Linked DNA regions of Sus scrofa: region 1 is linked to region 2. Evidence: chromatin contacts called from public Hi-C data. All regions are on one chromosome and are shown on one strand. The core of a region is the stretch at or near the end of the contact, and the rest is flanking DNA. Distances in the headings are between cores, read along the strand shown.

Region 1 (6,810 bases), core at 2,061-4,560, 44 kb after region 2:
CAGTCCTAGCACTCAGGAAATTCCAAGAACCGGAATGGGGTCCTGTCCTGTATGTATTTCTTATTACACTACAGCTCCAGAGTCAGACTGGGTTTGAACCCAGGCACTGTGACTTAGGAACTGTGTGACTTGGGTTCAATAAGTCATTTCCATGTACCCCACTTTCCTCATCTGTGAAGTGGTGGTAATAATAATAGAACCTACCTAATAGGTTTGTTGTGAGGTTTAAATGAGTTAAGGAAAACACAACAGTGCCTGGCACACAGTAAACAATCTGAAAGTGATTAATGGCTATTCTTTCCCTGGCTCACTCAATTGTGAAATAAAATTTGAACCCCTCTGTTACCTACAGATTAAATTCTAAAGGCATTCAAGTATTTTGCAAAAACCTCAGTTCCATATCATTCACAGCAAGATTTTTTTTTTTTTTTTTTTGTCTTTTTGTCTTTTTTTTTTCTAGGGCCACTCCCACAGCATATAGAGGTTCCCAGGCTAGGAGTCTAATTGGAGCGGTAGCCGCCGGCCTATGCCAGAGCCACAGCAACGCGGGATCCAAGCCGCATCTGCAACCTACACCACAGCTCAAGGCAATGCCGGATCCTTAACCCACTGAGCAAGGCCAGGGATTGAACCTGCAACCTCATGGTTCCTAGTCGGATTGGTTAACCACTGAGCCATGACAGAAACTCTACAGCAAGAATCTTAATAAGTGCTAGATAGAGGTAAGTTTGGTTAGTGTCTTTCTGCTAGATGGAGAATTTGGGGAGGGAAGGCTGTGTGTGTGTGGTGTGTGTTTATGCAAGTCCGTGGGTAACATTTAGAGAAATCCACCCTCCGTTTTGCAAATATTTAGAAAAAAAATACATCTAGGATTTCAGTTTTTCCTATCAGTACAGTAGTATGTATAGATAAGTTCCGGGTCATGGCTCTTGATAAGCATGAAGAAAAAAATATCTTTCCAAATCAGAAATTGATGAGTGATTTTTGGCTAAGGTATTTAAATAAACTGTTCCCAGTTGCTGGCAAAATGTCAGTGTTTCCATTAGAAGATGTTATCAAATGCAGATGACAGAGGGTACAGATCACTGTGTTCCCTTAAAGCCTTTGAATTCAAGGGTGCATGTGCCCGGACTTCTCCCAGGGTGTTACACAATTCTAGTGAAGCAGGGATACAATCGGTTGATTCATTACACTGATCGTGATATGACAGCATGCAATAAATTCAAAGACAAACTCTTGCAGGAAAGCCGGGTGGAAAATCAAATCTGTCTTCCACGCCCATTTGTCTCCCCTGTGCGGCTGTTTTTGGGTCCGTAGAGCAGTTGCATTTATGAGGACTCATAGAATTTTTTTAAGGTTCTGCTTGGAATTCAGTCCTTCAGGCCAAAGATGTCCTATGCTTCCTCCAAGGAAGTTCAAGTCACACATCAAGAATCTTCTCTGACAACCTTAGGTACCCCTAACCTCCCGGCTCATTATCATAATCACCTGAGTTTTTTGGGGAAAAAAAATCCCAGGCCATACTTGTTGAGATTCCCCTGAGGAGATTTTGCGGTAGAGCCCAGTCATCTATAATTTTTAAAGTTTCCTGGGGGATTACAATCATCAGGCAGAATTAGAAGCCACTGGTCTCTCTCAATGACCTGTTACTTTGCAGAAGGGCAGTAGGTGGGGTTTGGGAATATCCAGCCTCCCCAGAACCCCCCATTACTGAGACCTTGCCGCTTATCCTCAAGGGCTGGGTCTTGACTAGCATGGTTTCAGTCCTGGACTTTCTTCTAGGACATGGTGACTTGATCAAGGGAAGATCTCTGGCATAAACTGGGCCAAATTTGATCTCTCATTTCATTTAAATTGAGTCCCTGAGACTGAAAGCTGGGTCAGCCAAACAGAGGAGCATGGCTGGAAGGTCCACATGCCAGCAGCTGGGTCCCGAAGGCTACCCTGGTTCCTGCCTTTCCTGACGCCCACTCTGTTCAACTTTTCTTTGAACTCTGCAAAACGCTCTGCATTCATTTCCTACCAACTGGCTTAAAGCAATAGAAGTGGATGTTGTCTGACCACTCTGGAGGCCTGCAGCCTGAAATCAAGGTGTCTTTAGCAGGACTGGTCCTTCTGGAGCCTCTGAGAGAAAAATCCTCCCCTGTGTCTCTCTCAGCTTCTGGCGGCTGCTGGCAATCCTTGGCGTTCCTTGGTGTGTAGATGCAGACTCCCATCTCTGCTTCCACTTGGACGCTGTCTTCTTCCTCTCTGAGTCTGTAGGATTAGGACCTACCTAAATCCAGTGATGGCTGATATTACATATCAACTTGACAGGACCATGGTATCCAGATAATGTTCAAACAGGAGCGGATGTTGCTATGAAGGCTTTTTTTGGGGGGGGGGGGCCAGATGAACATTTAACTCAGTAGATTTTGAATAGAGCACATTCTTCTCCATATGGTGGGTGGGTCTCACCCAACCAGTTGAAGGCTTCGAGTCAACAGACTGAGGTCCCCTGGAGAGGAAGGAATTCTGCCAGCAGACTGCCTTTGACCTTGAGCTGCAACATCACATCTTCCCTGAGCCTCCAGGCTACCGGCTTGCCCTGCAGGTTTTGGACTTGTGGGCCTTCACGGCGGTGAAGTTCCTTGAAATAAACCTAACTGTACATCTATACACATCCCACTGGTTCTGTTTCTCTGGAGAAAATGACTGATACAGTGAGGGTCTGGGTGGCCCTGGTTCCTACTCACACACTCTTCTGGCTGCCATGTGACACCTACGTTTCCCACCCCCCCCCCCATGGATGCTTTTGTTTCTCTGGCCACCCGGCGTGCGTGGGGTCTGCTGTACCTTCTCTACCTTGGTAAGGGCTGGTCCTGCTGGGTACACAGGTCATTCTCACATGAGCTGTCACTCTTTCATGCCTCTCTGTCCCACATTGCCGTGGCTGTGGCCGGCAGCTCGGATTCGACACCTATCCTGAGAACTTCCATATGTCACAAGGTCAGCCCTAACAAGCCCAAACAAGCAAACCAAAGTATCTCTCAAAAGGCTGGAGCAAACAAAGTGAGAGTTTTTTGCTACAGGTGGGACTACATGAGGAAAGATGGAGCAGATTTTACTCATGTGGTTCTGATCTCAGCCTAAGGAGGGGCGCCTGGCCTGGGGCAAGTTGGACTACTGTGGATCTGGACCCCGAGAGAAGGACTCAAGTCCCCCACCCCCACAGAGTTGCTTTCCTTTTTTATAGAGCAAGCAGGAGCGTGGCCTTGCCAACTGGGACACGATGTCTGCCTGGGCATCCGGCAGTCTGAGTGAGATGGCAGCTGTTCTGAGAGTTAGTTATCTGCCTTGCCTGCTGCCAGCACCTGTTGGTCTTGTGGGAAGTTGGGTTTGGGCACAGCCCCTCCTACTGGGGGACCCTAGACTCTGGACCCATTTAGATGGTTGCCAGACAACCTAAGTGTTCAGGGTCAGACATTCCTGTTTGTCTTTCCACAGAGTATATAGACCATTTGTAAAGAAAGCCTATCTTAAGCAAAGTTTAGATTTTGCTAAGAACTTTTTTTTTTTTTTTTGCCTCTTGCCTGTCTATCATTGTCCTCAGAAGTTGCCAATTTGAAATAATTTTTTTTTCCTTTTGGATTTTTTTTTTAAATTGTTGTCTTTTTCTCTTGTTAGGGCTGCAACTATGGCATATGGATGTTCCCAGGCTGGAGGTCCAATTGGAGCTGTAGCTGTCAGCCTATACCACAGCCACAGCAAAGCAGGATCCAAGCCGTATCTGGGGTCTACACCACAGCTCACGGCAACCGGATCCTTAACCCACAGAGCGAGGCCAGGTATTGAGCCTGCATCCTCATAGATGCCAGTCAAGTTCCTTAACCACTGAGCCACAACAGGAACTCCTTTTTTACTTTTTAAAAATTTGTATTTATTTATTTTTCCACAGCATGCAAACATCTTGATGTGAGATCTCAGTTTCCAGGCCAGGGATTGAAACCTGGGCTGTAGCAGTGAAAATGCCGGGTCCTAACCACTAGACTACTAGGGCACTCCCCGAAACAACTTTTTTTTTGCTTTTTTTGGGAGATGCCACATGTGTGGCATATGGCAGTTCCCAGGCTAGGGGTCAAATCAGCAGTGCCAGATCTGAGCTGCATCTGCAAACTACACCACAGCTCATGCCAACACTGGATACTTAACCCACTGAGTGAGGCCAGGGGTGGAACCCGCAACCTCATGGTTCCAAGTCAGATTTGTTTCCCCTGCACCATGACAGAAACTCCTCAGTTTCTTTTACAAAAATTTAAAATTTTTAAATTTTTTTTTGTATTTTTAGAGCCACACCCGCAGCATATGGAGGTTCCCAGGCTAAGGGCCAAATCGGAGCTGCAGCTGCAAGCCTACATCACAGCTCACAGCAACACTGGATCCTTACCCCACTAAACAAGGCCAGGGATCATGGATACTGGTCAGATTCCTTTCTGCCGAGCCACAACAGGAACTCCAAGAATTTAGTTTCTTAGTCGCACTAGCCACATTTCAAGTGTTCCACAATCACATGCAGCTAGTGGCTACCACATTGGATAATGCAGGTTTAGAACATTTCCATGACCACACGAAGTTATCTTAGTGCTGCTGATCTTCGCCAGGCAACAAAATCTTGAATTGTCCGATGTCCAAATCTAATCAAAAGCCTTTTTAGAAGAAGCAATATTTACAGAAGATTGGTGGAAGAGGGCCCATTCCTATGGTTTCTTTGAGCTTTTGCCTTAAAGCACAAAAGACCATCAGCAGCATCTTTAGATCACAGCATCCTCTCTCTATAGAACTGCTTTCAATGAGCCACATTTTGGGATTTTGTCCAAAAACACATTAAGATATAATCTTATGTATTGTTGTGCCGGAAAGAGAAGAATTGTTCAAGTATGATGGGGACCTGTCAAAAGGATACAAGGGCCAATTTGATGGGCCAAATCTGGTAGAAATTGAACAGCAAAATAAATAATGATAAATGGATGAGAGAATAATAAATCCAGCATTGAAATGAGTCCATACTGATGGGTGGAGGAGAGTGCCATACTGTAGAATGCCAAGGAATAAATGAAGAAGGAATGATGGAATTAGAACATCACAAATTGATTTTCCATGGTTGTAGCTGTTTCAAGCAAGAATCAGCAATAGACGCTAGTAGGGGAAAGATGGAACAAAATATTTGCATAATATCAAAGTATCTCTTTAGAAAATATTTATTAATTATAAAGGTAGGAAATAGTGACTTCACAGTGGAGACACCTGGCAGACCCTGCCTTAAACATGAGTTCGAAGTTGACATCATCAGAAATGAGAAGAATGGGTTTTCTGTGTCTCCTGCGCTGAGAACACTATAGGACTGAGATCCTCCTGCCAAAGTGACCTGAATTGAATTATGGGGAAACATAGGACAAACCAAAGTTGAGGGACATTTTACAAATATCTGGCCCACGCCATTCAAAAATGTCAAGGTCGTGCAAGACAAAAACAGACTACGGAAGTGTTCCAGAGGAAAGAGCAAGGAGACATGACAACGAAGTGCAAATGGGATCATAGATGGGATCCTGGAACAGAAAATTGTGTTCTTTTGCTCTAAAGGACATTTGGGGAAAAAATGATAAAATCTGAAATGGTCTTTGTATTAGATAATTGTACTGCATCAATATTAATTTCCTGATTTTGTTTTTATTTTTTGCTTTTTAAGGCCGCACCTGCAGCATTTGGAAATTCCCAGCTAGGGGCTGAATCAGAGGTACAGCTGTTGGTCTACACCACAGCTCACGGCAATGCTGGATCCCAATCCACTTATGGAGGCCAGGGGTCAAACCCAAATCTTCATGGATACTAATTGGATTCGTTTCCGATGTGCCACAACAAGAACTCCAATTTCCTGATTTTGATCACTGCACTGTGGTTATGTAAGAGACTGTCTTTGTCCCTGAAAATACACACTGAAGTATTTAAGAGTAAAGGGACATAATGTTGCCAATGGGGTCAGAAATGTGTATATATGGGAGTTCCCATCACGGCACAGTGGAAAGGAATCCGACTAGGAACCATGAGGTTGCAGGTTTGATCCCTGGCCTCACTCAGTGGGTTAAGGACCCGGCGTTGCCGTGAGCTGTGGTGTAGGTCGCAGACGTGGTTGGGATCCTGTGTTGCTGTGGCTGTGGCATAGGCAGGCAGCTGTAGCTCTGATTAGACCCCTAGCCTGGGAACCTCCACATGCCACGGGAGCGGCCCTAAAAAGCAAAAAAAAAGAAATATATATATATATATATATATGTATGTTTGTATATAAAGAGAAATAGATCGGGGTGGGGTGAGGAAGGAGGGAGGAAGAAAGAGAATGGTATACGTATGGTAAAATATAACAAATGTTACATATGGAGAAATCTAGGTGAACATATAAAGGACTGTACAGTTTTGGCCATTTTTCTGTAGGTTCAAAATGACTTCAAAATAGAAAATAATAAAAAAAAACTTATGAAATCCAATATTACATTTGTTGTGGGAGGTTTAAACTTCTCCACATCCCTCCTGTGAAACTAATATCAGAAAATTCTTATTAAGTTAAAAACCAGAAAAGCTTTGACTGCCCCCAAAGACTGTATCGTGTTTCTTTTTAAAAACATACCTGTTTTCCTTCTCACTTGGAACTGCAAAAAGCTCAGAGCTAAATTTCTGGGTAACTATAGCAACCATATAGGATCCTATAGGAAATTCTGTGTTCTATGTATCCCCATTGGTTGCGGGCTTTTTATATTTCCCTCACCCTGCCTTTTTATC
Region 2 (6,933 bases), core at 3,886-6,385:
GATTATGAGATTATAAATAACCACCTGAAATAGTGCAACCTTCAGATGTTTTTTTCCCCTTTATGTTTCCTTCATCTAACCTCCATTTCTTCAGCACGGTGCAGTGCTCCGATACAACAGACACAATACTTGGATAAAATCACCCTTTTTGAGGTTCTTTGTTTAAAAAAAGAATCCATATAATTTAAAGAGGGTGAGGAGTTCCCTTGTAGCACAATGGGTTAAGGATCTGCCATTTTCATTGCAGCAGCTTGGGTTGCTGCTGTGGCACAGGTTTGATCCCTGGCCTGGGAACTTTCATATGCCTCTGGCCTGGACAAATAAATAAATAAATAAAGGTGAAGTCTATGCTTTCAATATATTTCCTCTTTGCCATTTGATGAAATTAATAGGAAAATCTCTACAACCAATTAAGAGTAGCATATGACAGGCACTGAACAGAGCTTTAATCACACTTGCAAAGATAAGAGGCCAAAGTTTTGGTTTAAACATTTTGGCTACTCTAAAATTCTAGGCTAGTTGGGTTTATTGATTATCTGCAAAAACATTTTAAGGTGAGATAACTTAGTAAGATAGAGGGGGTCTCTACAAAGACAATGTGCTGGCATCTCTTTTATCACACTTATGGACAGAGCTACTACATTATTTGTATAGGTTAGTTTATTATCTACAAACTTTTTTTTTTTTTTTTGTCTTTTTGCCTTTTCTAGAGCCAGGCTAGGGGTCATATCAGAGCTGTAGACTCTGGCCTGCGCCAGAGCCACAGCAACACAGGATCCAAGCCACATCTGTGGTCTACACCACAGCTCACAGCAACGCCAGATCCTTAACCCACTGAGCAAGGCCAGGGATCAAACCTGCAACTTCATGGTTCCTAGTCAGATTCGTTAACCACTGCGCCACGACGGGAACTTCCTACAACAACCATTTAACTGTGGACAGATTTATTAAGTTTCACCAGCAAAATTAGACCAGAATTTCAATTTTGAACATTAGTATAAATCTCTCTTCCCTAAATTTTAAACTCTTTCCCCTGCTTTTAGGAAACATAATTGCATAATTCAAACGCCTTCAATACTCTGACCTAGTTCCCCCTCTTGATGTTATAAACGGCTCATGTAACTATGGTAACCATCCAGGGAAAATTGAATGTTTTTCTGGTCAGCAATATGCAAAGTATACCATATGTGTTATTTTTTTTCTGTCAGAAAAAACCAAAGTGGATAATATGTGTTTGCTTTTCTTCTTGGTTATGGGAATGACATTTTATCATACTGAATTTTCTGACTATAGACCCAGTCATTCATAGTCCCTTCATTAAAAGGTCTTAGTATTATTTTCGTTTTTTCGGTGTTTTTTTTTTTTTTTGCGGCTGTTAGTAGTCATTCTTATTGCTGAATACTACTATAACTCATGGTAGGATTGATGATACACCTCAATCTGTGCTGTCTATCTCACAAATTACCTATACAGGCTAACAATACTCATATTTCCAATATTCCATCTTGACAACCTGATATTTTCTTAACTTTGGCTTTTAGTGGTAGCCAAAGTGTTTCCTTACAGCAAAAAACTAAAATGGAATCATCTTAAGAGTATACTTAGATACCAATAAGATTTATTTCCAATTTTTAGTGATTTTATGTCTTTTTTGCTGTTTTTTCCCCTACAATTAATGTGTACTACTTATGCATTAAAGCAATTAAAAATGCTTTAAAACTGAGCTCAGTGGAGATGCAAAGTGTTATTATTGTTCCTTGATGTTGTTGCCTACTGTACTAATGAATTGATTTAAAGTGTCTGGGTTTTTTTTTTTTTTTTAGCACAATTTAAAATGCTTGACTTGGACCTTCTAGAACAAATTATACTCTAAAAAAATGCCTAGATTTTTACAGGACTGATTTATTTGCGTTAGGAATAATTTCATTTCTACAGTGGGCTGTCAACTGGTGACAATTTCAATATGAGGACTCTGTTAAAGTGATTTTCTTAAATTTCCCTACATTTTAACAGAGCTTTTCAACAATCCAAATATGTTCCTTAGAAAAACACTGCTATCTGCTTCATTGATTTAAATAGAGAATTAACTGCCTATTACTGATTTAGAAAAGACATCACTAAACAAAAGCAGTGTGGAATTCGTTTGGATCCTATTGAAAAAACCAATTGTAAAAAGGTATTAATGAGACAATAGGGAAATTCCAACCGCCTGAGCATTAAATGATACTAAGATAATTTTTGGATGGGATAATGGTATTGCAGATGTTTTTAAAAAATTATCTCTTATCTGTTCATATTTAAAGTATTTACTGGAGTTCCCTGGTGGCTCAGCAGGTTAAGGATCCAGTGTTGTCACTGCTGTTGCTTGAGTTAGATCCCTGCCTGGGGAACTACTGCATGCTGGGACTACAGCCCAAAAAAAAAAAAAAAAAAAAAAAATCCCCCCAAAAAACAAACGGAAAAGCATTTACTGATACAATGATAATAATTCAAGAAAGATAAGGGGGTGCAGAACATTTATAGATGAAATATCATGAGCCACATATTGATAAATGTTCAAGTTGGGCGAGTGGTATCTTAGTATTTTATGTACTATTATCTCTACTTTTGTATGTGCTTAAAATTTCCCATAATAAAGTTTTTAAAAATATTAAAAAGTAGGAAAAAAGAAAAGATTTCAAGTTTAATTGGCCTGACTCAAGCAGCAGCTGAAACTTCTCAGGCAGGATCTTTAGGAAAACTTCACTATTACTAGCTAGAGTTTGAAGTGGTTGCTCCCCTTTCTCACAGCACAAATAAGGGTCTACCAGGTAACTCTTAAAGTAATGGATTTAGAAATTAAAGGCAATCTCAGACACTTCTATTAATTTGGTGGTGGCCTTTACTTACCTTTTTAAAGGTTACTTTTGGAAGAAAAATATACTGAAGAACAAATAAGATGTCTTTTGCTTTATTCATTCAATTAAATACCATTGATTAATTTCTACATTGCAGAGAATTAGGGACTTTTTTTTTTTTTTGTCTTTTTGTCTTTTTGCCATTTCTTGGGTCGCTCCCGCAGCATATGGAGGTTCCCAGGCTAGGGGTCGAATCGGAGCTGTAGCTGCCGGCCTACACCAGAGCCACAGCAACGCGGGGGATCCGAGCCGTGTCTGCAACTTATACCACAGCTCACGGCAGATCCCTAACCCATTGAGCAAGGGCAGGGATGGAACCCACAACCTCATGGTTCCTAGTCGGATTCGTTAACCACTGAACCATAACGGGAACTCCGAGAATTAGGGACTTTTAAATACTGTATTTAGCAGGGTACAGGAACCCAATTTGAAAAGGCCCCAAGTTTCCAGCTAAGTAATTACTGAGAAGAAAAGGACATGATAAATAACCAAGGTCAAGGGTTGAGTTTGGGGAGGTTGGTGATTTTTTTTTTTTTTTAATTCTCTCCACCCAGTCTGCTTTCAAAAGTATGGCAGGAATAAGCCTTTGATTCGTTTTTGTAAATTAATATAGCAAGAAAAGCACTTGTCTGAAATAATTCACACCCACATATATATGACCAGATAAGAGTGTCCTTAGGTTTAGAAAAACACAAGCTCAAAAATCATTATCTGGATTTTTTTTTTTTTTTTGCTTCCTTTCAGCTTGTTCAATAGGATTATGAAAGGTGAAAATAATGCTCTAAAAGTTTTACATTTGCATATTCATCCTCCCTTCATCTCATGCTCTTCTGTTCTTGGAGGGAGTGCTCTAGGTATTCAGAATCACTGCCTTTTCTCACTTCTACTTTCTAACCATGTGTCATATCTGCCTGCAGATCACTATTTAGGCTGAATAAAATCATAGGTGCATTCTATGTCTAATCAGAATCAATAAATAATAAGACATTGTGCATTATTTGGGGCCTTCAAAAAAACCCTAACCGATTTAAATCTATGTGTAAACAAAACTAGTAAGGTTCAGGCAAAAAGTGATAAAATTCAATTTTTCACAGTGACTGTTTTTTGACAAGATCTGGCTGCTTAACCTAAGAGATTTAAAGGAGGACAACAATAAGAAACCTAGATGATTCTCTGAAATACAATACTACACTGCCTGGGTTGAAGTGGTCAAAACCTCAAAGTGTCACAGGAAAATAGCACATGACAATCTTCGAGTCCTGTGTAATATTACTTTGTTCCCAAGACTCAAATTTCCAAGAATGCTTTGTTTCGGCTTTAAAATTTAAAATATCCTGTACCTCAAGGTCTAGATTTCTCTTTGCATGTCAATGGTAACCATACTATTAACAGCTATTTCAAAAGTACTCTAAATAGGTCACCATGCAAGTGCACCACCGCGGCGAACCAAATGGATATAAGGAGAAATCCAAATTTATCACCCACTCACGTTTTCTTTTTAACTCAAATGTGCTACTCACAATAGTGTTTGTTTACTTTGGCACGCCATTAAAATTCTCTTTGTATTAGTTCTCTTTACACCCGTTTCTTCCAAAAACACACGTCATTATACAAACTGAGTCCATCTGAAATTAAAATTAGCTCCTCTGCCTGGCATTTCAGTTTACAAAAGACAGAAATTAAACCCTGTCGACCGATCACCTAGATGAGGACGTGAACCTGATTCCTAATTAGGTTTTTCCTCGCGTCTTCACCACCCCTTGTCCTCGGGCCCCCCAGTGTTTTTCTGTCTTAGAGGAGAAAGATGTTAAGGTGGTGGTGAACCTCAAGCCGCCAGGAAGCCCTAGCCGACGTTTAATGCTTAAACGTTCTGATCCCCCGGGGGGAAACTTTTTTCTTTTTCTTTTTTTAAGGTTACCCGTTGGACAGTTTTCAGGGCAGTCAGCCCACACTAAACTCGATCTCCCAAGAGCGGGAGGGTGGACAAAACCTGCACGGTCGTGGGACGGCGCGGGGGGGCCCCGCGTCTGAGGAAGGGTGGGACCTCGTTGAAGCCAGGAGATTCAAAACACGGATCGACTAAGGGAGAAAGAAACCTCAGGGGGCTGTGGGGGCACCGCCTACCTCCGCGATCAGCCCCGGATGCTCCGGGAGCCTACAGGCCGCGGCGGGAGGAGGACCGAGCCCGAGGGCGGTGCCGAGCGGGCGGGCACACAGCCGCCGCGCATGCTCGGAGCCGCGCCCGCTGCAAGCCGCCGCGTCGACCCGCAAGGCCTCCCTCCAGGGTCGCGGCGGAGAGCCACCGCCCGCTGCTCCTTTTAAGGCTTGCGAGGGGCCGCGCTTGATCCACCTGATGGGGGAAAAGTCGGTAACACCGGGCTGGGGGAGCTGGTCCAAGCTTCCCCCTCCCTGTGGGAAGGACGAAAGGGAGGACTCAGCCGTCAGCCCCCGCAAGTCCCATTCAGACCTTGAGCAAAGAGGTGGACTTGACAGTGCTTCCCCTTTAAGAGGGGGCGGTGCGCAGCCTGCCGTTTGGCTGCCCTTCGCACCCTCCCCCCGCCCCGGGCCGAGAGTTTACAGACCAATCACCCGGGTGGCGGAGGGAAGGCGGGAGAATGCGAACCTTTCGGTAGGGCGGTAGGGGCGGGCCCCCGGCCTTATTAGGAGGGAGGCCTGCGCAGGCGCAGACGCGTCCGCAGCCGGAGGGGCGGGGGCAATCCAGTGAGAGACTCTCCGACAGGCACCGAGGGTGATTGGGAGGAAAGGGGCAGCGAAAGGCTTGTCATGGGGTTCCGAGCTGCGAAGCGGCATCGGTAGCATCTGGGGATTTTGAGGGGGACAGGAAGTGTCAACGCCCGGGACCCCGGCGCCAGCTCCGCTGGGGGGATCCCCGCTGCTCTAGTCCTGGGGAGGGAGGGGAAAAAGGAGGGAGCCCAGATCTCGCCCCGCCCCTGGGCTTGTTACCGCGGGGGCGGGGAGTGAGGGCTTCTTTTTGGGGGGAGTGGAGATCGGGGGACTCGGCTGTGCCCTCCTGAGCGGCTGCGGGTGTCCCCGCGGCGCCGGGCTGCGGAGCAGAGGAGCCGCGGCGGCCGTGGCTGTTGCATGAGTGGCTGCTGGATGCGGAGGCGGCGGCGGCGGCGGCGGCGAGGAGCAGCAGCGGCGGCAGGATGTTAGGGCAGCAGCAGCAGCAACTCTACTCGTCGGCCGCACTCCTGACCGGGGAGCGGAGCCGGCTTCTCACCTGCTACGTGCAGGACTACCTCGAGTGTGTGGAGTCGCTGCCCCACGACATGCAGAGGAACGTGTCCGTGCTGCGAGAGTTGGACAACAAATATCAAGGTAGGGGCCGCGGGACTGCCTGTGCGGGTCCTCCCCCAACTCATCCGCTGGCCGCCGGGCACGGTCCCTCGGAGCCTGCCTGGGGAAGTGCCGCTTTCCATTTCTCCTGTGACAGTCTCCCCGAGTGTACAGAGGGGTCTGGTGTGTGGGACGGGAGAACGGGACTGGAGACGGGGTTCGCGGCCCTCCCTTCCCCCTGCGGTCGGCGAGGACTTCTCTTGGAGTCTCAAGGGTGGAGGTGGGGGCGGCTCGACAGCCCCCGCTGCAGACCCGGAGGCTGCAGCTGGTGTGGAGGGGAATCAGCCATTTTAAGCAGCAAGCATTTGTTCCGGCGCTCCCCTGCCCGGTGCCGCAGACCCTCCTGCCCCGGCCGGGGAGTGTACGGCCAGGCGGGGCTGTGGGGAGTGAGCGGCCGGCCGCGGCCGGACTCCCGCTGGTCTCCTGGGCCTGGCTTTCCCCACCCCCCAGGTGGGCCCCCACTCCTTGAGAGCAGATGCATTGGAACGTGCGAGGGGGAGGGGGCTAGAGGGCTGCGAAGGCGGCCTCCGGGGAGGTCCCTCCGTCGGCTCTCAGGCTCCGGACTCGGGAATAGTAGTCTCCTCTCCCGCCCCAGGGAAAGTTCCGGGCCGTAGCCTTTCCCAACTTGTTCAGCCAAATGGTTAAAGGGCTAGGGGGGTCCCTGCGGGGAAGGAAGAGG

Evidence for each region. A called contact is a pair of places that touch in the nucleus more often than the background predicts.
Region 1: a Hi-C map of skeletal muscle shows a contact between it and region 2, with 6 times the contacts expected there. The contact joins the enhancer-like site here to the promoter of ING2 in region 2. A contact is called at or near these places in 5 of 47 Hi-C or Micro-C datasets (epiblast stem cells, fetal skeletal muscle, mesenchymal stem cells and 2 more) and 1 of 2 datasets of contacts at active chromatin or transcription factors (skeletal muscle).

Annotation. Positions count from the first base shown.
Region 1 is chr15:44,958,356-44,965,165 of Sscrofa11.1, forward strand. No RefSeq gene overlaps it. Among named protein-coding and RNA genes, the nearest start is that of RWDD4, 28 kb to the right of the region's middle. Within about 2 kb of position 3,311, at least 2 of the 83 cell types and tissues checked have an H3K27ac peak or open chromatin away from gene starts, as enhancers often do. A contact at or near this core is called in skeletal muscle, where this site is marked.
Region 2 is chr15:44,912,460-44,919,392 of Sscrofa11.1, forward strand. ING2 (inhibitor of growth protein 2) reads left to right here and starts at 5,136. Exons shown (of 2, transcript XM_003133342.5): 1 at 5,136-6,236. The coding sequence starts at 6,065. LOC100621235 (a long non-coding RNA gene) reads right to left here and starts at 5,107. Exons shown (of 5, transcript XR_001301384.2): 1 at 5,022-5,107.